2 separate regions of the Oryctolagus cuniculus genome follow, and region 2 is linked to region 1. The links are chromatin contacts, called in public Micro-C maps. All regions are on one chromosome and are shown on one strand. Each heading gives the region's core, a stretch centred on a gene start, on an enhancer-like site or on the middle of the called end of the contact. The rest is flanking DNA. Distances are from core to core; before and after follow the strand shown.

Evidence for each region. Hi-C and Micro-C count contacts between places; a contact is called where the count stands out from the background.
Region 2: a Micro-C map of ear pinna shows a contact between it and region 1, with 4 times the contacts expected there. The contact joins the promoter of C5H6orf120 here to the promoter of TBP in region 1. A contact is called at or near these places in 2 of 6 Hi-C or Micro-C datasets (ear pinna and an unstated tissue).

What each region holds. Positions count from the first base shown.
Region 1 is chr5:54,669-61,015 of mOryCun1.1, reverse strand. It overlaps TBP (TATA-box binding protein), which reads left to right and starts at 3,132. Exons shown (of 8, transcript XM_002723497.5): 1 at 3,132-3,342; 2 at 6,021-6,218. The coding sequence starts at 6,165. It overlaps PSMB1 (proteasome 20S subunit beta 1), which reads right to left and starts at 1,539. Exons shown (of 6, transcript XM_002723498.5): 1 at 1,323-1,539. The coding sequence starts at 1,435.
Region 2 is chr5:648,288-654,634 of mOryCun1.1, reverse strand. It overlaps C5H6orf120 (chromosome 5 C6orf120 homolog), which reads left to right and starts at 3,481. Exons shown (of 2, transcript XM_051828551.2): 1 at 3,481-3,627; 2 at 5,610-6,347. The coding sequence starts at 5,621. The coding sequence ends at 6,223. WDR27 (WD repeat domain 27) reads right to left here and starts at 3,507. Exons shown (of 25, transcript XM_070074559.1): 1 at 3,320-3,507.

The sequences.
Region 1 (6,347 bases), core at 1,883-4,382:
AGCAGAAGATGGCCCAAGTCCTTGGGCCTCTGCACCCACATGGGAGACCGGGAAGAAGCACCTGGCTCCTAGCTTCAGATTGGCACAGCTCCAGCTGTTGCGGCCATCTGGGGAGTGAACCAATGGAAGGAAGACCTTTGTCTCTTCCCCTCTCACTGTCTGTCAACTCTACCTTTCAAATCAATCAATAAATAAAATATTAAAAAGAAAAAAAAAAGGTAGTGGACCAGCCAGGAATCGAACTGCACTCATATGGGATGCCAGCACTGCAGGCATTTATCTGCTTTATCCACTATGCCTTAGCGTCAGCCCCAAATAAATATTAAAAACAAACAAAAAAAGGGTCTAACGACCCACCTGACACTGTAACTTCTCTACCAGTCATCACAGGAAGTGCTGACAGGTGCAGTGGACAAACCCCCTGTCCTCGCTCCGTGACCAAGACGGCTAACTTTAAAGACATCCACCTACCGAGGGTAACTGCCTGCAATTTACCAAGTGTGTCTCTCTTGATTCTCCCCCCAAAACTATGGAATACACAAGGAAATTCACGCCGCTGAGACTTCCCCTCCCCAAAGCCCACACTGCCCTGCACTGGCACAAGCGAGGCTAAAGGCAGCCCCCACTCGAACACACTCCAGAGGCTTCACTAACATTTCAATTCGTAAGGCCTCGATTAACGCTTTCCGGTTTTCTTACAGAACCACCTGTTTGAGGGAACTGGGTGTGCACGTTGTAAAGTACAAAGCTCACGGGTACAGCCACTGCATCAATTTACAACACTGGCAGGTGTATTAAGTCGACCTCTTCACAATTCTTTAATGCACTAGCAAGAAAAAAGTTAAACTACAGCTAGCAATTTGTAACAAAATGAAAATAATACGCAAAAAACATATTTAAAGGCCCTTTTCTGCATATTAAGCACTAAAAAGCAAAGGAACGCACAATGAAACCGGCCAACCCCCCTGCCATTTGCAGCAACGGAGAAGACCGGGCCGCTTGCTTCCGTTTCAGACACACACGACCGCGCAACCAAGAGCACGGACGCTCATCCTCCTCCCGCGCCTGCTGGCCCGACACACCGGTCAGTGCCTCCGAAAACGCAAGGTCCCTTCTCAATGGCTCTCCTCAGAGCGGAGGGAGACTGCCGTCCACTCGCCAAGCTCCGCCGAGACGCGAGCACCCACGGTTGTCTCCACACCGCGCGACCCCGACAGACGACCGAAGCCGGCCTCGCCTTTCCCGCCGCGACCCCAGACAAGAAGCCCGAGCACAGATGAGAAGGCCGAAGCGTGACCGCGGCGGCTCGCCGGGGCTTTTACCCTCCGTTGAAGGCGTAAGGCGAAAAGCGCCGCTGCACCGGGCCCGCGACACTGTGCACGTCCATCCCCAGGTCTCGGCCGGGACCCGAGTACATGGCTGGAGAGCTCAACATCTCCGCGCGGCCGCAGCTCCTCCGGGCTCCTGCTGTCTCACGACAAGATGGCGGTCCAAACCGGAAGTGACGCCACTTCCGGCCTCCCGCAGCGCCCTCCGGGCCACTCTAGCTTACACTCGTCGTTGGTCCTGGAGATCGGTTCGCAGGACGCGTGTGCTGCCACGTTCCCCGAGAAAGCTGACGGAGTGTGAAGACGGGTGTATATTTTCCTAAGGAAACGTTCGAAGTCACTTCCAAGTCTGACCGTACCAAAACACTGGGCAGTCTGTGGAGCCACGAACACTTGAATGCCCTTGGGGAGCGACTTGAAAATGGAGGAGCCGCGTCCTGGGGGGAAGGGATGGGATTCCAAGAGAAGCTTACTTCTTGGGATCCGCGGACAGGTTTCCCGGCGGCATCTCCCACGCCAGTGACACGCACAGGGACGTTCCCATACTTCTTGGGATCCGCGGACAGGTTTCCCGGCGGCATCTCCCACGCCAGTGACACGCACAGGGACGTTCCCATACTTCTTGGGATCCGCGGACAGGTTTCCCGGCGGCATCTCCCACGCCAGTGACACGCACAGGGACGTTCCCATAGCCTGGCTCTCAGTGGCCCCAAACTGGAAGCAATGAATGTCACCTCGGCAGGATGAGCAGAGGACCCGAGTGGGGTCACAGGGAGCCAACTGCAAGCAGTGGCAGGTGCGGAGCAGATCCTCCACGCAGGAGGACGCTGAGCAGGACGCAGACTTCACACCGAGGGGTGGCAGGGTGTCCTGCCGGCAGTAGTCACTTGACACAACTGTTTGTTAATTGGGCAAGTCTTTATGCACTTTCTTATTTGTTCCATTATAAATGCGAGCAAGCAAGCGATTGGCTAACCAGTTTGGCTAACTTCTGGTCACATCCAATTCTGGAACCAGAGAAGACTTTTTAAAGGGCTTGTGTAAAACTCTCCCGTGCTTTGCTGCAAAGGAGAACAAGGCCAGAGATGGCCTTTGTCTTCGACAAAGTCCAGTATTGTACTCGCTCTGGTCTCCGTAGGTCAACGCACTGCCAGGCACTGTCCTGGATTCCGGAGCTCAGGACCTCACTGGTAGCACAAACTGCCCCCGTGGTCGCGTCCAAGTGACCACAGAAGGAAGCGGCCGGGAAGACCACGACGGCCGCGTGGCGACAGTGCGAAGCCTGCTAAGACGGCCCCAGCGGAATGAAAGCCCCGACGAATCCGCAACCCGGTGCCCCGCGTGCTGCGGAGCGGCCCACACCCGCGGCGAGGAGCACGCGCGCACCGCCCACGCGGTTACTTCCTGGGCCCCGCGGCCGCTCTACGACGCCGTCGCCCGGGGACGCCGGGCGTCACTCCCGCGGCTGGGTCCTCGCCACCCACGCGGGACACTGGCCTGGCCAGGGCTTTCTGGGCACTAGGAGGGGACTCCTCCGCGTCTGTGTCTACCTTTCAAAATAAAAAGAAATGTCAAAGAGAAAACAAGTTTAGACTAGAAAGAACTCATCCTAAAATAAAAAGACCCCGAGGCAAATGTTAACTTGCCAAGGTTACACCTCTAGTTGGTTTAAAAAACTTTTTTCAATTATTAACTTTCCTTACTTCCAGAAAGCACCAATTAGAAAAGGCTATGGAGAGGAGGCCCCGCCCCGGAACTCCGACGAGCTCCGCCCCTCATTTCCCTTGAGCCCAGCGCCCAGGAGAAACCGGAAGGATCCCGCGCCCACACTTACCATGGCCGCGCCTTCAGCGCGTGCAGCCTGCTGACGCCGCGGACAGAACTGGCGGAAGTGACATTATCAGCGCGCGCCTGGAGTTCGGTGGGGTCGGGTAGGGTTGCTGTGGCGGGGCCTGAGCAGCCTGCGGCTTAACTTCGCTTCCGCAGGCCCTTGATGATCTCTGCCGGCACCCAGGTACCTGGCCCTTTAACTCTCTCTCTTTTTCGAGGGCGCTGGCGGAGGCGGCCGCTGCAGCGAGGCCCAGGGGCGGTGGCGGGCGGAGACGCGGAATGGGCGCGCAGGCCCCGCGGGGACCGAGGTTCCTCTCGCTCGAGCCGCCGCCGCTCGGGCCTGTACCGGCCGTTCGGCCGCCGCTCCATCCCGGTGCGCGGCTGTGCTGTGGGTGGAAAACGGCTTCTCCCCGCACGAGGGTGGGGCAGACCCGGAGCCTGCGCCGCCTGGCTGGCACCCTCCGCCCATCCTCTCTGGCCGGTGCCCGCTGGCTTCGCTACCCGCAGGGGTCGGTTTTATTTTACAGTCGCGCGTGACACTTGCTAACGATTTGTGGAAGTCCGAGCTTTAGGCGCGGTGGACGTCCGAGGCAGACGCGCACCTCTGTCCTTAGACGGCCAGGGAGGCCCCTCGGGGAGAGGATCCCGCCTGGCTGCGTGTGCGGACGCGGGAGTAGACAGAGTTCATTGGATGACCTCAGGGGACACGCAGCCTGGTCTTGGGTTTCCGGAAGATGAAGACCTTGCACGCGAGCCTCTGTTGAAGGGAGAGTCAGTGCAGTAAGGCGCCTAACGCAGTTTCAGTATGCAGGGAGGGGAAGACGGTGAGCGCGTGGCCGGGAGTGAGAGGAGCGCTCGGAACAGGGGTCTGGAACAGCCTCGTCGCAGTTGGGTGCTGTGATCCTGCCCTCATCTCTTGCCGCAGCCGTGACAGTGACCCCGAAACTGGGCTTGCGGCCCTCGGCTTCACTGCCCCGATGTATCCCCACGCGTGCCAAGCTGGGGTGCTGGTGCTGCGCCTGCTGCCCGTGTGACCCCAAGTTGCTTGCTGCTGCGCGCTGCTCTCTCCATCCTTGTCTCTCGTTTAATTTCTCTGTTGCCAGAGCCGCTGATTCATGATTTCCTACTCACCTTGCCAGACCCAGGTTGCACGGTCCTTGCTTTGTGAAAACAGGCCCTCTCTGCGAGCACTCGCCTGTTAGTCCCGTCTTCTGTGGCGTACGTGCGTTCGTTCACCCATGAGCCACTACTAAAGGGCTCTCCAAGAAGTTCATGGAAAGCGTGTATCGTGAAAAATTATACACAGATTTCAAAATCGTTTGGACCAGACTAAACACATCTGTGATCCATTCTCTGTGTGTTCTTTGAAGTGCTGTTGTATGGGCAAGACCTGGTGCTGGGTACAGGTTACAGGCGTGCGTGCTGGTTTCTGAGATGAACTTCGCGGGTATCTGATTTTGTTACTAGTAGAGCAGTCGTTACGCAGTTGCACGTGGAACTACTTGATGCCGACAGTGTCCTCTTCGGCTGTACATCAACAGCACTTCTGTTACTACAGCAACGTCTAAAGAAAGTACAGTTTTCTTACATCTTTGGTACATTTCTTTTCAGAAGTTGAGCTTTTTGTGTGTGTCTGTTTTTCAGTGATGAGCATATAGGATAGACAGCTTTTGGGGCCCTTTGCCCTCTCAGAGTGATGATTCTTCCGTTCATCCAGCATGCATCTGAGTGCTTACTCTACCAGCACAACTTGAGGTGCACATGGGTCTTTGAACAACTTGACCCCTGAGACCTATGAGCGCTATGTTGGAATGAAAACCAATAATGGTAGCTAACATTGTTCTGTGTTTGTACTTGATGTTTTATTTTAACTCAGCCAGCCCACCCCCATGGTGCTCAGTCAGTTCTCACAGCCAGCACGTTGGAGTGAACTGTGCTGAAAAGTTTTTCACTAGTCGCTTGGTTCTTTCATCAGGAAGTAGTTTCAGGAGATGGTAGAAATGATTGAGAAAAGCCAGATATAGGCACAGTTTGTGGCTAATGTATTCTAAAGAGGTAAGATTGCTGTATTTATAAAAATATCTTATTTATCATTGTGTCTGCACAGCTTCTTTCACGCCAAACTATATTGGGTACAACTCAGTATTTATTGAGCTTTATGTCCAAGACATTACAGAGGCTATAAAATTGAGCAGCATATTTATACACCTGAACTTGGCCTTAGCACTGTGCTGTGTGTACCATGCCTCATAAATATTATGCCTTGATAGCACATTTTCCTTGGGAATTATCTAGGTGTGTTCCTCCAAAAGCTTTTTTTTTTTCATTTAAGATTTATTATATTTATTTGAAAGAATTAGAGAGAAAGAGATCTTCCATCTGCTGGTTCACTCCCCAAATGGCCGCCAGGAGCCAGGAGCTTCCTCTGTGTCTCCCACGTGGGTGCAGGGGCCAAAAGCCTTGGGCCATACGCTACTGCTTTCCCAGGCCATAGCAGAGAGCTAGATCAGAAGTAGAGCAGCTGAGATTTGAACCGGTGCCTATATGGGGTGCCGGCACCTGCATCACAGCGTCAGCCCCCTCCAAAAGCTTTTAACTCTGGGTATGACTCCTTGATTTTGAGCTTTATCAGACAGTTTAAACGTGTAAGAAGTTGTTTTTTGTTTGTTTGTTTGTTTTGCAGTTTTGGACCTAATCGTAGGAAACATGAAAAGAATAATGCTTTAGGATTGTAAAGTAAAAAGAAATGCATTCCCAAATAGCTTCACTGGTCTCCTTGTTTATGTTCTGTGTAGCACAAAACTGGCTTGTGAGACTGTGCATGTTAGCTGTATCCTCACATTAGACCTCCATCTCTTTCAGTGCAACATCACTGCTTCCTGGTGGCTGAGGATAACCCCGATAATTGAGGAGGTTGCTGAGTGTGTGTTGGGGATGATCAAAGAAGACTGAATGCTGACACGAGTTCCAGGTCAAGAGATTCTGGTTTGCTAAGAAGTGGACACAATGGACCAGAACAGCAGCCTGCCCCCGTATGCTCAGGGCTTGGCCTCCCCTCAGGTAATAGTGCTGGCCTGGGTGCCGGGAGCCTGGACCTCTTGGCTTCCAGGAATGTCATTACAGGGAAGGGAGGTCTGATATCGAAAGTGGTTTTGGTATGTTTTCTAAGCCCCCGATCCTGGGAGAGGT
Region 2 (6,347 bases), core at 2,232-4,731, 590 kb before region 1:
TCGACCTGCGCTGCGTGGTGAATCCGTTCTCCTGGCAGTGAGTCACAGGCGACGCCTCAGCTTCCCGGACACCAACCCTCACCTCCAGCCAGCCGGGCTCCGGCCTGTGCCAGCAGCACTCACGGTGTGGCCCTGGCACAGAAGGGCACACTCTACCATGCGGCATTCAAGGCCACGGTGCAGCTGAACAACTCTCATGGGACTGAGGCTGGGAAGAGACTGGGCTTGCTTGGATTGGAAGTATCTGCTTTGTTTGCATGTTTTTATTAATTTATCTAAGAATTAGCTTCTGCTGTCTCTGACAACAAATAAAAATACAACTTAAAAATCCTAGCTGCTTCCGAGGTATTAAAAAATAGAATCAAAAGCACTTGACTGACAACTGGTCTACCATTCAGGTGGCCACAAGCATAACTCGGCCCTGCTAACGTGTCTGTCCCAACTTTGAGTCTCCAAATTCCAGGGGGAAAGGCTGGAGGCACGGCTGTGCAGACTGGGAAGGGGCCCTGTCACGCCACCTCGTCACACTCTGCTTCTCTGCACCAAGCACGCTGGGCCTGTGAGCGCCCTCACCATGGCCGTGACCTCTCCTCCGTGGGACTAGGGTCCCTGTAAGCAGGACCTTGCCTCTACAATGCCAAGCTTTCTCCTCCTTCGCACAGAACACTCAATAAATATTTGCTACATGGAGGAATATGAGGAAGAAAATAAGGCAATGGGATAGAGAATGAGGTATGAAGGGGGCATGCTTTAGGGAAGTGGGAGTTGTAGACAGACAGGGATGGCAGATTTCACCCCCGACACTGTATTATGCCAGGACTCCACCCTTACTCCATCAACCATAACCTAAGACTCGGGGGTTTAAACAGCTGCCTGAGTCTGGGAGCCAACTCCTGCTCACCCCAAGAAAGAGGTCACTGGGCCCCGAGGACCCCTCAGGCAGGACAGAGGGGAGGGTGCTGTGCGGGGTGGGGTCCCCCTCAGCAGGGCTCAGGGCCCTTCAGGTAGCATCAGCAGTTCAGCACGCGTTCGGTCACCAGGAGGAACAATGACAGCAGCCACTCCCTTTCCTCTGGACACAGGCCCAAAGTGCGTCCCTCGCTTCCCTTGCACACAGGTGAGCCCCGGCCAGGGCGACGGGGGTGGGCAGTGTGGAAACATGGAGCCTGGGACCCTCCCGGGCCTGGCTTTAAGACCCTCCCACACCTGACTCCTCCCTCCTCCCCCCCCAGGTCAAGCAGAGAAGATTCCAAGGTTCTGGGGCACACGGACGAGGTCCAGAGTTGCAGCACGGAGGCCCAAGACCGGAAACAAGCGCACAGGACGTCAGAGCGCCATGCACACTGGGACTGTCAGGACCATGGCCTCGAGCATCGGACCCGTCCTCCCTAACACAAACTGTGCAGAATCATAAAATTAAACTCCAGCCCTGTTTCCTCATAACCAATGCGTGCAGGAATAGGTACTGGAACAAGGCAGTGAGAGTATCCCACACAGCACTTCAAGCAAACGCAGTGACAAGCGAGTGTCAAGGCTCTCTCTGCCTTCCAAAGAAAGGAAAAAAGCAATGTTGAAATCCACGACTCTCCTCATATGTGTGTTTTTAGAAGGGGAAATTATTCCCTTGTGATCAGAAAAGACCAAACTCTCTCCTAGCAGCTAAGCAAGCCGGAAACATTCGAGTTGAAAGGCAGTCGGGAGCCGGCGCCGCGGCTCACTAGGCTAATCCTCCGCCTGTGGCACCAGCACACCGGGTTCTAGTCCCGGTCGGGGCGCCGGATTCTGTCCCGGTTGCCCCTCTTTCAGGCCAGCTCTCTGCTGTGGCCAGGGAGTGCAGTGGAGGATGGCCCAGGTGCTTGGGCCCTGCACCCCATGGGAGACCATGAGAAGAACCTGGCTCCTGGCTCCTGCCATCGGATCAGCGCGGTGCGCCGGCCGCAGCGGCCATTGGAGGGTGAACCAACAGCAAAGGAAGACCTTTCTCTCTGTCTCTCTCTCACTGTCCACTCTGCCTGTCAAAAAAAGAAAGAAAGAAAGGCAGTCGGACAGCGTGTGCCAAGCGGTACCACAGATGCGTTCCTCCACTGCGAGGAAGACGACGCAGGAGAGCGGCTCCGATGCTGGCGACTCTGGACACAACTGCACCAGTGCCGGCTGGACGCTGACTGAGGACACAACTGCACCAGTGCCGGCTGGACGCTGACTGAGGACACAACTGCACTAGTGCCGGCTGGACGCTGACTGAGGACACAACTGCACCAGTGCCGGCTGGACGCTGACTGAGGACACAACTGCACCAGTGCCGGCTGGACGCTGACTGAGGACACAACTGCACCAGTGCCGGCTGGACGCTGACTGAGGACACAACTGCACCAGTGCCGGCTGGACGCTGACTGAGGACACAACTGCACCAGTGCCGGCTGGACGCTGACTGAGGACACAACTGCACCAGTGCCGGCTGGACGCTGACTGAGGACACAACTGCACTAGTGCCGGCTGGACGCTGACTGAGGACACAACTGCACCAGTGCCGGCTGGACGCTGACTGAGGACACAACTGCACCAGTGCCGGCTGGACGCTGACTGAGGACACAACTGCACTAGTGCCGGCTGGACGCTGACTGAGGACACAACTGCACCAGTGCCGGCTGGACGCTGACTGAGGACACAACTGCACCAGTGCCGGCTGGACGCTGACTGAGGACACAACTGCACCAGTGCCGGCTGGACGCTGACTGAGGACACAACTGCACCAGTGCCGGCTGGACGCTGACTGAGGACACAACTGCACCAGTGCCGGCTGGACGCTGACTGAGGACACAACTGCACTAGTGCCGGCTGGACGCTGACTGAGGACACAACTGCACCAGTGCCGGCTGGACGCTGACTGAGGACACAACTGCACTAGTGCCGGCTGGACGCTGACTGAGGACACAACTGCACCAGTGCCGGCTGGACGCTGACTGAGGACACAACTGCACCAGTGCCGGCTGGACGCTGACTGAGGACACAACTGCTAGTGACGCTGGTGACGGCGGCGAGGGAACACAACCAGATCATGCCCAGTTTTTCCACAGCCTCAGCCTTCCGCCAAAATTATTAAATTTCTGAAAACTTAGAGCAAAAACTGCGCCCTTTTCCAGGAACGAGCGGAGACTGCAGACGCTCAGTTCGCAAGCCACTGAGTGTCCGCGAGAGGCCCAGCACGGAGGCCTGTGAGCGCCGCGACCTCCCGCACCGCGACCCGCGGACACCGACGGCCGCGAACCCCGGCTCGGCGCGGCTCCTCCTCCGCGCGGCGCCCACGCACTCCACACACCTCGGCCTTCGCCGCAGGGACGAAGCGGCCCGCCCGGCCCACCGCAGGGCTCGCAGAGGGCGCTCCTTGCCAGGCGCATCTCCCGAGGCCCCGCCTGCCGCTCCCTGCGCTCCGCCCCCGACGCGTCGCTATGGTTGCGAGCCCACGCGCGCCCCAGCCATTCTCGCGAGAGCAGAGTGCGCGGCGCGTCTTACACCTCACTTCCGGGAGCTCCACATCCGGCGCGGCCTGTGTCCCGCCTCCTCGGGTGCGGCGGGGCCGCGGTCCGGATGTGGCGGGGCCGGAGCGGCGGCCCGCGGGGAGCGGCGGTGAGTTGGGGGTGCACGGGAGCCTGCCTGGCCGGGGGGTACCCCGCGTGTGGGGCCGGCCGACTTCTCCCACCCCTCTGGCCTCTCTCTTCCCCTCTGCCCGTCTGGGGACGGGGCGCGGCGGGGCGGGGCGGCCTCACACCTCCCGGATTATTACCCAGAGCCCGCCCCACGCTGCCCTGCGCGGGCCCCACACCTCCCGGATTATTACCCCAGAGCCCGCCCCACACTGCCCTGCGCGGGCCCCGCATCTCCAGGATTGTTACCCAGAGCCCGCCCCGCGCTGCCCTGCGCGGGCCTCACACCTCCCGATTATTACCCAGAGCCCGCCCCACACTGCCCTGCGCGGGCCCCGCATCTCCAGGATTATTACCCAGAGCCCGCCCCACGCTGCCCTGCGCGGGCCCCACACCTCCCGGATTATTACCCAGAGCCCGCCCCACACTGCCCTGCGCGGGCCCCACACCTCCCGATTATTACTCAGAGCCCGCCCCACACTGCCCTGCGCGGGCCCCACACCTCCCGATTATTACCCAGAGCCCGCCCCACACTGCCCTGCGCGGGCCCCACACCTCCCGATTATTACCCAGAGCCCGCCCCACGCTGCCCTGTGTGGGCCCCACACCTCCCGATTATTACCCAGAGCCCGCCCCACGCTGCCCTGCGCGGGCCCCGCATCTCCAGGATTATTACCCAGAGCCCGCCCCATGCTGCCCTGTGTGGGCCCCACACCTCCCGGATTATTACCCAGAGCCCGCCCCACACTGCCCTGCGCGGGCCCCACACCTCCCGGATTATTACCCAGAGCCCGCCCCACACTGCCCTGCGCGGGCCCCACACCTCCCGATTATTACTCAGAGCCCGCCCCACACTGCCCTGCGCGGGCCCCACACCTCCCGATTATTACCCAGAGCCCGCCCCACACTGCCCTGCGCGGGCCCCACACCTCCCGATTATTACCCAGAGCCCGCCCCACGCTGCCCTGTGTGGGCCCCACACCTCCCGATTATTACCCAGAGCCCGCCCCACGCTGCCCTGCGCGGGCCCCGCATCTCCAGGATTATTACCCAGAGCCCGCCCCATGCTGCCCTGTGTGGGCCCCACACCTCCCGGATTATTACCCAGAGCCCGCCCCATGCTGCCCTGTGTGGGCCCCACACTTCCCGGATTATTACTCAGAGCCCGCCCCACGCTGCCCTGTGCGGGCCCCGCATCTCCAGGATTATTACTCAGAGCCCGCCCCACGCTGCCCTGCGCAGGCCCCACACTTCCCGGATTATTACTCAGAGCCCGCCCCACGCTGCCCTGCGCGGGCCCCGCATCTCCAGGATTATTACCCAGAGCCCGCCCCACACTGCCCTGTGTGGGCCCCACACCTCCCGGATTATTACCCAGAGCCCGCCCCACGCTGCCCTGCGCGGGCCTCACACCTCCCGGATTATTACCCAGAGCCCGCCCCACGCTGCCCTGTGCGGGCCCACATCTCCAGGATTATTACCCAGAGCCCACCCCACACTGCCCTGCGCGGGCCCCACACCTCCCGGATTATTACCCCAGAACCCGCCCCACACTGCCCTGCGCGGGCCCCACACCTCCCGATTATTACTCAGAGCCCGCCCCACGCTGCCCTGTGTGGGCCTCACACCTCCCGGATTATTACCCAGAGCCCACCCCACACTGCCCTGCGCGGGCCCCGCACCTCCAGGATTGTTACCCAGAGCCCGCCCCACGCTGCCCTGCACCTCCAGGATTGTTACCCAGAGCCCGCCCCGCGCTGCCCTGCAGCGCCTTGGGGCGAGGTGACTAACCTGGTCACTGCCCCAGAGCCGCCCCGCGCCCGTCTTTGGGCGAGCGGGCCCCCCACCTCCCCCGGCCTCGTGGGGAGCCTGGATGCTGTTGGCCAGCTTGACGCGGACGCTGGCGGCTTCCCTCGGCCTCGGTGCCCCCGAGGGGCCGAGGGTGACTCTTGGTCTCGCCGGCAGGACGTGCCCCCATGAGGACATCCCCAAGCTGGGCGCCGCCCGTGATGGCCGCTCCCCGGAGGGCCGCTCCCTGGAGGAGCGCGCTCCTGATGCTGCTGGCCGCCCAAGCCCTGGCCTCCGTGGGCTGCTCGGAGGAGGAGGCGATCCCCGAAGAGTGGGTGCTGCTGCATGTCGTCCAGGGCCAGGTGGGCGCCGGGAATTACAGCTACTTGAGGCTGAACCACGAGGGGAAGGTCATTCTCAGGATGCGGAGCTTCAGAGGGGACGCAGACCTGTACGTCTCCGACAGCACCCTCCACCCGAGTTTCGACGACTACGAGCTGCAGTCGGTCACCTGCGGCCAGGACACTGTTTGGATACCGGCCCATTTCCAGCGGCCCGTGGGAATAGGCATCTACGGACACCCGTCCCACCACGAGAGCGAGTTTGAGATGAAAGTGTATTACGACAGGACCGTGGAGCAGTACCCGTTCGGTGAGGCCGCCTACTCGGACGGGGCCGAGCCCGGCCAGAAGCCCCCCTATGCTCCCGAAGACACGCCCCAGGAGGAGGAGTCCGTCCTCTGGACGATAGTAATCAGCATCCTGAAGCTGGTACTGGAGATCCTTTTCTGACTCACTCGTAACCGTGCGGTTGGCTGCACTTTGTTGTGAACCTATTACTTTCATCCGGTCGAAAGCCTGGTTACCTTTTCCAGTGAAGGGATGGAAAAACTAAAGCCATACAGAGTTCTGTTAC